Linked DNA regions of Mus musculus: region 1 is linked to region 2. A link is a contact called in public ChIA-PET data. All regions are on one chromosome and are shown on one strand. The core of a region is the stretch at or near the end of the contact, and the rest is flanking DNA. Distances in the headings are between cores, read along the strand shown. Region 1 has its middle 79 kb from the start of Serpinb6e. Region 2 holds the start of Gm6093 (predicted gene 6093).

Region 1 (6,570 bases), core at 573-3,072, 190 kb after region 2:
AACAACATTATGAACTAACCAGTACCCCGGAGCTCTTGACTCTAGCTGTATATGTATCAAAAGATGGCCTAGTCGGCCATCACTGGAAAGAGAGGCCCACTGGACAGGCAAACTTTATATGCCCCAGTACAGGGGAACGCCAGGGCCAAAAAGTGGGAGTGGGTAGGTAGGGGGGTGGGGGGAGGGTATGGGGGACTTTTGGGATAGCATTGGAAATGTAAATGAGAAAAATACCTAATTAAAAAAAATTTAAATGATGTTTAAAAAATCACTAAAAAAAAAAAAGAAAGAAAATAAATGGAGAAGAGTAGGTAGAGAATTAAATGAAATTTTGGCAAAGCAGGGCCCACCCGATGCTGTCCCTGGGAATGTATTTACTTGTTGGAGTCTAATCCATGATTTGATAGAAAATGCAGTTGATGATCCAGAGAAACAGCAGCTTTTGTCAGTGGCAGAATATTGCCTCTGTCCCTTGTCTCAGGAAGCTTCAGAGGGCTCCCTCCCTACTAAAAAGCCTCCAAATACTGCAGACAGGCCTGAAGTCCCACAGGCTGCTCTTTAACTGCATGTCAGGGTAAGCACTTTGCCTGCCAATCCGCCACTGATCAATCCAGTCTTTAAAAAAAATCTTTGGCTGAAGGCCCTTTAATTTCTGGAGACTCAGACACTTTAGAGGAAGAGGTAGTCTGCCCCATAAACCCAAGCGACTGCTGTGAGCTTCAGTCCCTCCTTGCAACCCTCTGCTCTATTTGCCACTGATCTGTGCTCCTATGCTGTGGCCCCAGGCTCTGCAGGTTCCTACTCTCATTGATACTAAAGACAACCTAGAGTCTCAGGTAGCAGGATTACAAGAAGATCTAGAGCTCCAGCAGCAGTATGCCCGCCTTTCTACAGAGCTTGCCTCACTCCAAAATTCTTTAAAAGAAGATAGAGTTTTAAAGTTTTATAATACCTTGTCTTTGAGAATTAAAAAATTTTTGACAAAACCACTTAAATACTGGACTGTTATAGTCGGTTTTAATATAACATGGACAGTGACTAATTACACTTTCAATTGTTTCTCTTGAAGAGAGATTGTAACTAGAATGTTTGAAAGGTTATTATAGTCACATGTGTATAATTTATATATTTATTAATCAGAAATAAGAGAAAGTCTTTAAGTTGTCTCTGTAAATAACTATCTTCTAGGGAAAACCAGTTTGATCAGTAAGTCTAAAACCCAAATAATTATAAGGATCCTCCTCCAGCCGCAGCTTCTTCAGGCAGCGTAAAAAAAAAAAAAAAAAAAAAAGCTCCGCGAGCCGTAAAAACCAAAACATTGGCTTTCCCAGTAATCACTCGCTCCAGGAGAGCTGCTAGCTGTGACCTGCCCACTTCTACAGGGGAGGAACAGCCCCCCAGTCACCCATGCCGAATCTGCTTCTGCAGAAATTGGGCCTTTAGAAGCGCCCCAGGCAGATCTCTCTGAGGACACTAACAGCGAGGGCAGGGAAGATTTTGAGAGTGATAACAAAGTATAACTTGAGCCAGAAGAGCAAGTATCTGTCCCTATCCAACAGAGTTCCACAGACTACGTTTCAAGGACTTAAAAGAGCTTAACTCTGCGGTTAGAACTTATGGCCCGTCTGCCCCTTACTCACTTTCGCTCCTAGAGGCTCTCCCAGGAGGTGGATATATGCTCCCTAGTGAGTGGATCAAAGTGATCCAAACTGTGTTGACTCTCTCAGGCAATTTCTCTCATGGAAAGCAGATTTCCTAGATTAGTGCCAGACCATTGCAATGGCTAATCAGAAAAACCCTCGAGTGCCATCTACTGGCTGGACCTTTGAAAAGCTTTCTGGTCAGGGAAAATATGCGGCAGAGGCCAGGCAGAAACATTTCCCAGTGGGTCTTTTGGCTCTGGGAGCTTGGCGCGCTATTCCTATGAAAGAATCCGTTATTACTCCCTTTAACTAAAATTATTCAAGGAGCCCAGGAGGACTATAGTGAATTTGTGAGTCATTTGCTTGAGACGGCAGAGAGGACCTTGGGTCATGAGGATGCAGACAATAAACTTGTAAAACAACTGGCTTTTGAGAATGCTAATTCGGCATGTAAGGCAGTCTTGCACTGTAAGATTAGGGACAAGGATCTTAATGAGATGATTCATCTTTGTTGTGATGTTGATATGTTCACTCACAAGATGTCCCAGGCAGTCAATCTTGCAATTGGTGCGGCTCTTCAGCCTGTTATGGCAATAGGCGTGGCTCTTCAGCAAGCCGGCCCCCCAGAAAAGTTGTTTTAAGTGTGGCCAGCCTGGACACTTCACACGACAGTGTCCCACTGTGCCTTTCCTTAATGGTGCTCCAGCGCAAACTACTGACCATTCTTTTTGGCCTACACGGCCCAAGTTTCTTTGTCCACGCTGCAAAAAACGGCAAACATTGGGTAAACACCTGCCAAGCTCACACAGATGCTTCTGGGAATCCCCTGCCTCCTGTTCAGGGAAATGGATATGGGGGACAGCCCCGAGTCCCCAAAACCATCCCCTTTCTTCCGACCACGGGGTACAGCCAGCCACAAATCAGCCACTGGTCTCTCCAGAGCCACTACAGGTAGGGCATGATTGGACTTGTGTTCTGCCGCCTACACAGTTTTAACACCCAAGGATGACGTTTACGTCCTCCCTGAGGGGGTCTATGGGCCAATACTTATTTTCTAATATTAGGGTGTGCTTCTGCCAGTTTAAAAGGACTTACTGTCCATCCCTCATTAGTAGATAATGACTACACTGGAGAAATTAAAATTTTAGTTAGTGCCTCTCAAGAACCAATATCTATATTCAAAGGGCAACGTTTAGCACAAGCCTTGCCTCTACCCTTAGACACTTCCTATCCAGCAAAGGGCACATGTCATGGCTCCTCGCAGCCAGGGTCATCAGACCTTTATTGGGTTCAAGCAATTACCAAAGACCACCCGACACTCTGCCTTAAGATAAACGGCAAGAGCTTTGAGGGCCTTTTAGACCCAGGTGCAGATTCCACTATGATTTCACAAAGTGCCTGGACTGGTGCCTGGCCGGTAAAGGCCTCTTTTACTCATTTACAGGGAATTGGACAATCTAAAAATACCTATGGTCACTTGATCTTTGACAAGTGGAAAAAAGACAGCATTTTCAACAAACGGTGCTGGCACAACTGGTGATAATCATGTAGAAAAATGTGAATTAATCCATTCTTATCACCTTGTACAAAGCTCAAGTCTAAGTGGATCAAAGAACTCCACATAAAACCAGAGACAATGAAACTTATAGAAGAGAAAGTGGGGGAAACCCTTGAAGATATGGGCACAGGGAAAAATTTCCTGAACAAAACAGCAATGGCTTGAGCTGTAAGATCAAGAATCAACAGATGGGACCTCATAAAATTGCAAAGCTTCTGTAGGGCAAAAGATACTGTCAATAAGATAAAAAGGCCACCAACAGATTGGGAAAGAATTTTTACCAATCCTAAATCTGATAGGGGACTAATATTCAATATATACAAAGACCTCAAGAAGCTGGACTCCAGAAATTCAAATAACCCCATTAAAAATGGGGTGCAGAGCTAAACAAAGAATTCTCAACTGAGAAATACCAGAGGGCTGAGAAGCACTTGAAAAAATGTTCAACATTCTTAATCATCAGGGAAATGCAAATCAAAACAACCCTGAGATTCCATTCACACCAGTCAGAATGGCTAGGATCAAAAATTCAGGTGACATCAGATGCTGGCGAGGATGTGGAGAAAGAGGAACACTCCTCCATTGTTGGTGGGATTGCAAGCTTGTACAACCACTCTGGAAATCAGTCTGGCGGTTCCTCAGAAAACTGGACATAGTACTACTACTAGATCCAGCAATACGTCTCCTGGGCATATACCCAGAAGATGTTCCAACTGGTAATAAGGACACATGCTCCACTATGTTCATAGCAGCCTTATTTATAATATCCAGAAGCTGGAAAGAACCCTAATGTCCCTCAACAGAAGAACAGATACAGAAAAGGTGGTACATTTACACAATGCAGTACTACTCAGCTATTAAAAACAATGAATTTATGAAATTCTTGGACAAATGGATGTATCTGGAGGATATCATCCTTAGTGAGGTAACCCAATCACAAAAGAAGTCATTAGATATGCACTCACTGATAAGTGGATATTAGCCCAGAAACATAGAACACCCAAGATACAACGTCCAAAACACAAGAAAATCAAGAAGGAAGACCAATGCGTGGGTATTTCATTCCTCCCATGTATTTTATAGAATATGGCATAAAATATCCATGGAAGGAGTTGCAGAGACAAAGTTTGGAGCTAAGACGTAAGGATGGACCGTCCAGAGACTGCCCCACCCGGGCATCCATCACATAATCAGCTTCCAAACGCAGACACTATTGCATATGCCAGCAAGATTTTGCTGAAGGGACCCTGATATAGCTGTCTCCTGTGAGGCTTTGCCAGTGCCGGCAAATACAGAAGTGGATGCTCACAGTCATCTATAGGATGGAACACAGGGCCCCCAATATAGGAGCTAGAGAAAGTACCCAAGAGCTGAAGGGGTCCACAACCCTATAGGTGGAACAAGAATATGAACTAATCAGTACCCCCAGAGCTCGTGTCTCTAGCTGCATATGTAGCAGAAGATGGCCTAGTCGTCCATCATTGGGAAGAGAGGCCCCTTGGTCTAGCAAACTTTATATGCCCCAGTATAGGGGAACACCAGGGCCAAGAAGTGGGAGTGGGTGGGTAGGGGAGTAGGGGGGGTATAAGGGACTTTAGGGAAAGCATTTGAAATGTAAATGAAGAAAACATTTAATAAAAATGACGGGAAAAAAGAAAAAGAAAGAAAGAGAGAAAGAGGAAGGAAGGAAGGAAGGAAGGAAGGAAGGAAGGAAGGAAGGAAGGAAGGAAGGAAGGAAGGAAGGAGGAAGGGGGAGAAAGAAGCTTAGTGATTTCAAAGCCTGGTTGCCTTACAGAGTGTGTCTCAGTACAGCCAGGGCTACATAGTCAGACTCCATTTCAGTCAGTAGAATAAGGCAGGCAGGCAATAATTAAATGATTAAAAGATACTATGTGAAGTAATATGGAAAGTTTGGATCAACACATAAATTCCTTATCATACTTACCATCAAAGTTATTGATCCTCATGAACACAGAGACTCACATCCACGTAAATGAAATACACATTTCAAAAACCCATGAAGGAGAAATAGATTTGGGTGTAGTTTCATATAAATTAATAACGGAAATTGAGAGGCATAGGCAGAAGATCCTCATGAGTTCAAGGATAGTCTAGTCTACATTGTTTATAAAAGGCTACCATATTTTTTTCAAAAATCACAGAAATGACAAATGTGGCAGTATATTCTTTGACCTAACTTTGTACTATTCCTTAAATAATATAGTGTCCCAGTAAACTGGGTGATTTGATCAAGATACAGTGATCTTTTATAAGCACAGAGACTGACAGAAGATCCAGACAGCAAAATTCTGATATTTTGTTGTAAACTAATCCCAAATTCATTGACTTATAAACTTTTTCCACATATTAAAAAATCAGTAAATAAATATAATAATAAATTACAGTTCCAAAGACTAAACTTAATGAGTGTTGGTATTGTAGAAACTTAATCTTATCCAATTAAAATGCCAATTCTAGTTCCAGCCATTTATGAGAAGATGTTAAAATATGGATTTTATAGAAACACTAGCATTTAAATTATAAACATTTTCCACTAAACATAAAGGTTATATGGTCTGTGTCTTCCTTCTTTGTAAATCTGTGCAGGTATAAGTTTAAGAACTACCAGTTTGTTTTGGCCCTGGTATTTGCCATTGAGGAGATCAACAAAAACCCTCATCTTCTACCCAACACAACTCTGGGGTTTGTTCTCTATAATGTTGTATTTACTGAAAAAAAGTATTCTTTTTGGTGCCTTGGTTTGGCTAACAAGGAAGAAAACACCCCTACCTAACTATGACTGTGGACAGAAGAGAAAGTCACCTGCTGCACTTACAGGAACATTATGGGCAACATCTGCTCACATTGCAACCCTGCTAAAACTCTACAAAATACCTCAGGTGAGGGCTAGGTGTGAGAACTAGGAAAGAAGTATGTATTGTTGCCATGATAGTATCTGATAGTGTAAGACAGAGTAATTCAGATTAATCAGCTATCAGAGAATGTATGAAGGTTCTTGATGATAGATCCACATTACCATTACATGAAATGGAAAGGAAAGAGCTGGATGAAACCAGTTAGGTTATTTAAACTGAAGAACTGTCAGTAATATTTGTGAAAAACTCTGTAATGTTTTCCATATGAAATATGAGAAACCCATCTCTATCCTAATTGTTTACAGATATTAACTAATTGTGTTCTTTCTCTGGTTTCCAATTTTGGTTGTTGTTGTTGTTGTTGTTGTTGTTGTTGTTGTTGTTGTTGTTGTTTTATTTGCAGCTCACTTTTGGACCTTATGATTCTACCTTGAATGATCCAGGACAGTTTAATTCTCTCTATCAGATGGCCCCCAAGGACACATCTCTCTCA
Region 2 (6,463 bases), core at 3,004-5,503:
CCCGAAAACATACATGGGGCAGGGGAGTGAGCACAGCACTCACAGCTGGCTATGCTGGGCCACTGATGTCTCAAAGTGAAATCACTTTCTCTCACTAACAAGAGGCACTCTGGCTTACTGCAAGCGACATGGGATGGTACCAGAATTTCTGTTGAGTCTTGGGGGCATAGGGGAAAGCATGGAAGACCAGAAAGGACCTGTGACCACCCGGCATGCCAAAGACTGGAGGCAGGCAGGTGGGATGCAGGGGAACATGAAGCATCATTAGGTAAGTATGCAAAGCAGCCATGGTGACGAAAGAAGACAGGGAAGGTCAGAGAAGGTGAGAGATAGACTCCCAGATCAACCTGACTAATTCTTGCCTAGTAGGGTCAGTGAGGATCCAGGTCTCTCACCAGAACGCCGAATTCAGCCCCAGATACCAGAGTGCTCATGGCCAGCCACTCCAACCATGGCTGCCTACACCAAGCTCAAAAGAGGCTCCTAAGGGCCCAGCACCTCCACCAGGGTCTCCTGCGCCACCTCAACCTGCTGGTCACACTCCCAGGAGCAGAACATAGCTCAGCAGCCCCTGAAAGCCAACCCTAAAGCTGGTCCCAGGGCCAGGGCCACCACTTCAGCCTCCCCCATCTCCCCTTCAGCATCGACAACATTCAGGACCACAGCCTGACATTCACAATAATACCACAGAAAACAAGACAAACAAAAACCAATACAGGGCGTCCTAGACTTGATTCCCACAGAAGCCTGAACCAGGCAGTAGCTGCCTCTCAGCTACTGCTGAGTTGAGAAAGAACACCTCTGATTCAACCCCCCAGTGGGATTCTGGAGCATCCTCCAGTTCCTCATGGCCTGTGACATCTCGGCACATCTGCGTGTCACAATGCCCATCCAGATGGGGTCTCTCATGAGAACTCCGGAACTTGAGACCAGTTGCCCCCCCCCCTACATACACACACAACCCTGGGAATCAAAACCAGACCTGAAACCAGAACCTGAAAGCAGTCATCCCCTTCTAGGACCTAACAGACACAGTCAGCAGACACTGACAAGATAGACAGACAGAGATCCCACTTTACCTTGCTTGAGCATCCCTCTGATACAGTGTCTGCGACCCCTTGAGAAAGGTCTTCCCGGCCAATGCACCAAATGTTGGAGTCCATCAAAAACCTTCACTCACAAAGACCACAGAGAACGCCATTGCTTCAATCTGCAAGAGGATTTTTATTGATCCAATGCTTTGGTGAACCCTCTCAGCATACAGGCAAGAGGAGAGACCCTGAACAGAAAGAACACACATTTTATACCTTGGGGGGGCAGACTTAGGCAACAGGGCTAGCTGGATTATTCTCATTTGTATAGCAAGTAACCCTTTCAGGCATTGGTTGGTTTGCATAGTGACTATCTTTGGCCTGGTGACTCACTCTGCCTACCCTTACGGTGGGTTATCAGCAAAGCAGCAGTACATTTTGTACTTATGGGTCAGCTATAACATCACAGCTATTAACATCAGAGGGATTTCTAGCAAGATCAGGATGTTTGTGGTTTTTCTCAGAATTCAGTGTTGGACAGGGTAGGAGAATTTTTCTGGGAACTGCTATCTTGTTATGGCAGCTGCATAGTCATTTTGACTACTACATTTCTGAAATTTTCTTCAGAGGGGGAAGTGGTAGGTTGTCTTGAATTTGTTTTGGATTCTACAACACCAGTATCCACTTGGGTAAGCAAGACTGAAAAGTGGAGATATGGATACAGATGTTACCTGCCATCAAAACAATTACTCCCTCCATACCTGCCTGTCTTACACACTAAATAAAGTTCTAGTCAATAAAAAGGTTTAGACTCACAAACAGGTATCCTGTTTTAGTTAAAATGTAAAAAACTCTGTAAAACCTGGTAAAAGTGATAACTAGGAATAATAAAAAGCTTGTTTTTGTAACAACATTTGAATTAAGTTAAATGCTAAAACATTTACAATTTTTAGAGTTTAGGACAGAAGTAAAGATGAATTCTAAAATAGTTCTCTCCACATCTTGTCCTCTGATCTGGCATCTTTTTCTTTATCTTAGAATTTTCCTTGAGTAGCCTTTTCTCTTTTAACTGTCATGCCTACATTAAGATGTGTTTATTATAGAACCCAGCCTGAAAATTCCTTTTTAGTCTTTGAACCAGAAATTTCAGCTTAACCTGCATCAAGGCCTCCTCAGCTTGGGGTAAGTCCTCAGAATGTTAAAAACAAACAACAAAGCTGCATATAATGAATGAAGCATTGCTGATGAGTCTCCCTGTCTGTCATTTGGATTATCAGTTCAATTAAACCTGAGCTCTGTGCCCTTAGCTTCACTAGTCTTCCACTCCCCAATCCCCTTCCTTTTCCCCTGCCAGATACATGGTTTCTCTGTGTAGCCATGGCTAACCTGGAACTCACTGTGTATACCAGGCTGGCCTTGAACTCACAGAGAGTCTCCTGACTCTACCTGGGATTAAAGGTGAGTGCCACCATACACAATAATTATTTTTTGAATACTGCCTTGAGAAGATTAGAAACTAGTGATATCAAACTTACATTCGATTCGTGAGTTGTATGTAGAAACACATAATTTTATGAGCGGGGAGTGTCTATTATTATAGAACCAAGTACGTCCCATGTGTCTGACCTATATGGCTATCAGAGAATTAAAACAAGGGACACTAACAGTGTGGGAATTTTCTCCAGAAACCTATAATAGAATGAGAGAGCACTAGCCAGAAGGGGAAATTTTCTCCCTGAGAAAGATTTCACATAATCTTAACAACTTGTCAGACCACCTTATAGGAAGAGACTAAAGACCAGAAAACAGTGACAATGAAAAGGTCAATTCAGGAACTTTGTGAAGTTCACAAAACACCTGCTCCTCCAGAAGTGAGAGGCTCATTAGCATTTCTCAGACCACAGGGTGGGAACCAACCTGTGGGTGGGGAAACATTCCACAGGACTGACTGTTACCTTCGGACAAGGGAAGTCCTTGTCACCTCATTCCCTAAAGACCAATCATTTTAAAGGGTGCAGTGTTCTGCCAATCATATTGTGCCTAGTTGTTGATGCTCTGTTTGTCCCCTGGAAACCATACAAAAAAAAACTTGCTGAACTGGTGCTGGTGTTCGCAGCCTCTCCTTCAGGGCTGAGATGACCTCAGTGCACTGGAACAATAAATTCCTCTTGCTTTTTGCATTGTTTCTGGCTCCACATAGTTCACTTAGGGTGTCCCTGGTAAGCTAAGGTTCCCTGGATTCTTACAACATCTCTGGTGTGCATGATCCCACCTTGACCCAGACTTTTATCTCCTGTCAGGACCACCAAACATGTATTGGAGGGATTGGCAGATCCCTTTGTCCCTCTTCTCAATGTGACCACACTGAAAAATCTCCGTGTTTTGCTTTCCACTTTTAATTTGGCTCTTTTAATTGATCTATTGAAGAAGGATGACCAGACCTGATTTGTCAAAAGTTGTGACTTCTAAGTATGAAATCATCAAATACAAATAAGTAAAAGATCCTAAAAAGAGATAGTTCCCAAGAGGCAACCTCATCAGGAATATTAATATTCAGCTAAATCCTTCTGTAGAAGATGGAATATGCTATACTCAGGCCTTTATGATAAGAGACATTCTCAAATATTGGGACTCCAGTCCTTACCCTGACATTATGAATGATCTACTACTGAGAGGTTGGTCACCTGTCTATCACAGGAAATTTATTACCACAATTCACTTGATATTTTTTAACCCCAAACAAAGAATATCCCAAATAGAAACTGAATCCTATAACAGAACTTTTACTGGTTGTTTTAACCTACAGCCTAATATTTCCATCAATATATTTAAAATATACTTTGATTTATACTTTTTTGTTTGTTTGTTTTTTAGGTTTTGGAGACAGGACTTTTCTGTACATCTTTGGCTATTCTGGAGCTCCACTTGTAGACCAGGCTAGCCTTGAAATCAGATGTTTCCCTGTCTTCCTACCTAATGAATGTTGGGATTAAATGCATGCACAACCACTGTCCTGCTTATTATGTTCCTAATAGAAAAATAAACCTGGGGACATGAAATGTGGGTTATCTCATTGTCCCTATAAGAGAGGATATTTTGGGGTCAGCTTTTGACACCTAAACATGGAGCCAAAACACAATAAACTTGAACAACAGAATGGAATTAACTGGTAAGTCCACCAGTGAAGGAACCAGGAAACTTCATGGGATGATGGGAATTGTAGTTCTTGGGAAATGACAACACCTCAGGGGAAAGTACATTGGCCTGTATGTTTGTTCTTTTTAGCTCATGCAACACATGGCTGGTGGTCATTCTCAGGTGGGAAAGTCTGGAAAACTTTTCTGAACAAAGTCTGTCTTTTACTCAGTATTGACTATTTAATAAGGTTTTCTTTGTATTTGGCCCAAAATATTGGAGTTGATTTTTCTGACAAGTCAGAGAATTAGTTGTTATCTTTTGTTAGAGCTCCCGTTTTTCCAAATGTTTATAAGGTAGTATTCATCACACATGTAATGCTACCTGGAATACCTGATGGTAATTATCACCAAATACTCCCTGCATTTTAGAGAAAGGAAGAAAAAAAGAAAGAGACAGACAGAGGCAGAAAGAGAGAGAGAGAGAGAGAGAGAGAGAGAGAGAGAGAGAGGAATGAAGGAAGAGAAAAAGAAAGAGAGAAAGGCAGGCAAAGAAAGAAAGAGAAAGGAGAGAAAGAAAGAAAGAAAGAAAGAAAGAAAGAAAGAAAGAAAGAAAGAAAGAAAGAAAGAGGAAGGAAGGAAGGAAGGAAGGAAGGAAGGAAGGAAGAATTGCCTGTCTATGCTAGCTATAATGTGAGCACTAAGTGGGGCAGGGGAAAGATAGGGGAGGGAGGATAGCCCCTGTGCATCCAGAGTTCCTCCTGTGCTGTGGGCAGGCAGATGAGGGAGGGCTGCCAGACACTTCCCACTCAGCCGCAGGTGGGAACCTAAGCCACTGACCCCACTTGACGGGGGGTTGGACAAGGGGCAGCTCCCAACCTGGGGCCCTGGGTTGACACCCTGTAGTCCCGGGGTTATGGAAGAGAGGGCAGAAGGAGAGAGGTTCCCATGAAGGCAAGAGTCCTTAGTTAGGGCCTTGACTGGAGCACAGGAAGGCCTTCCATCAAGAGATTAGAAATGGCTCATTAGAGGAAAGCCTATCCAATCATCCAAGCACAGTGGGCTTTGATGAACAGAGACAGTCTATGGTTTTAGAGCTTTATTGTAGAAAGACTGGGGGAGAAGAGAAAAGCTAAAAGAGAGAGACAAGCCATGGCCAAAAGGAGAAAGGGGAAAAGGAGAGAGAGAAGAAATGTTAGAAAGTAAGAAAGAGAGAGTAAGAGGGAGGAAATGTAAGAGAGTAAGAGGATGAGGAGAGGAGGGGAGGGGAAGGGAGGGGAAGGGAGGGGTAGGGCAGAGGAGAGGAGGGGTAGGGCAGGGGAGGGGAGGGGAGGAGAGGAGAGGAGAGGAGAGGAGAGGAGAGGAGAGGAGAGGAGAGGAGAGGAGAGTAAGAAAGCCAGGTGGGGCCAAGCAACACCTCTTATGGTGTGCTGTTATCTTTACTGTTGCTAGGTAACTGGGGAGGAGTTTAGCTTGAAGGTCAGAAGCTTGGGACATTGTCTACATGACTACTAGCAATGCATCTCCTGTGGGGCTGTGGAGGGTGGGTAACTTTGACAGGAGCCAGAGTTCCAGGAGACATGAGGGAACTCCTACCATCCCATATAGGTGAATTATTACCACCGGGACCCAGGGTTCCACAACTCAGCTCGACTAGAGACCAGCCTGTCTTTGAATAGCCCAATGTCCCACACTATGGAATGTTTGTTGGGTCATTTCTTAGTTGTCCCAACCTGCATGAGTAAACAACAAGTGTCTTGAGAGAGGGAGTGAGAACGGATGGAACAAGAGACACAAAGGAAGGAGACAAAACAGAGATCTGTTTAAGCCTCATTTATTTCCAAAAAAACACTCAACTTATAAAGCTGCAAACCACAATTACAAAGTGGAATCAATTGCTAAAGTACATGACTGGGTAAATAGAAAGTGCTAAACAACCAGTTGAGTAAAAGGAAAGTTCTAACCACAAGATGTCTTAAGGAAGGTTCTAACCACAAGGTCTTAAGGCTGGAAGATTCCAACTACAAGATGTGTTAACTATTCTCAGGGAACAGAAAAACAAATCTCTTAAGGGAGAAGTTAGAAATGGTAATTGTAAAGTAAGTAATGGCCCAGGGACAAGATGGAGATTTAGATGCCAAAGGCTTTTTGGCCCCAACAGAACCCCCTTTATTAGTTTATAGAAACAAGGCATATGTGAGATGGCAATGTCTAAATCAGCCAGATCCTTGAGATTCCAACTGGCCTGTGCCTGCCTTAGGTTGTAAGAACAGCCATGCAAGAATGGTCTTACCCATA

The links. ChIA-PET counts read pairs in DNA pulled down with a chosen protein or histone mark.
Region 1: a contact with region 2 is called in an SMC1A ChIA-PET map of the G1E-ER4 cell line, with 11 read pairs. The contact joins two enhancer-like sites. A contact is called at or near these places in 4 of 15 datasets of contacts at CTCF or cohesin (the G1E-ER4 cell line, embryonic stem cells, large pre-B cells and 1 more), 2 of 484 Hi-C or Micro-C datasets (the C2C12 cell line and the G1E-ER4 cell line), 12 of 115 datasets of contacts at active chromatin or transcription factors (the 230-238 cell line, embryonic stem cells, large pre-B cells and 2 more) and 1 of 9 other capture datasets (embryonic stem cells).

What each region holds. Positions count from the first base shown.
Region 1 is chr13:33,761,174-33,767,743 of GRCm38.p6, forward strand. It overlaps the pseudogene Vmn2r-ps94. Among named protein-coding and RNA genes, the nearest start is that of Serpinb6e, 79 kb to the right of the region's middle. Within about 2 kb of position 1,823, at least 67 of the 459 cell types and tissues checked have an H3K27ac peak or open chromatin away from gene starts, as enhancers often do. A contact at or near this core is called in the G1E-ER4 cell line, where this site is marked.
Region 2 is chr13:33,568,043-33,574,505 of GRCm38.p6, forward strand. Gm6093 (predicted gene 6093) reads right to left here and starts at 1,275. Exons shown (of 3, transcript NR_131141.1): 1 at 1,080-1,275. Within about 2 kb of position 4,254, at least 3 of the 459 cell types and tissues checked have an H3K27ac peak or open chromatin away from gene starts, as enhancers often do. A contact at or near this core is called in the G1E-ER4 cell line, where this site is marked.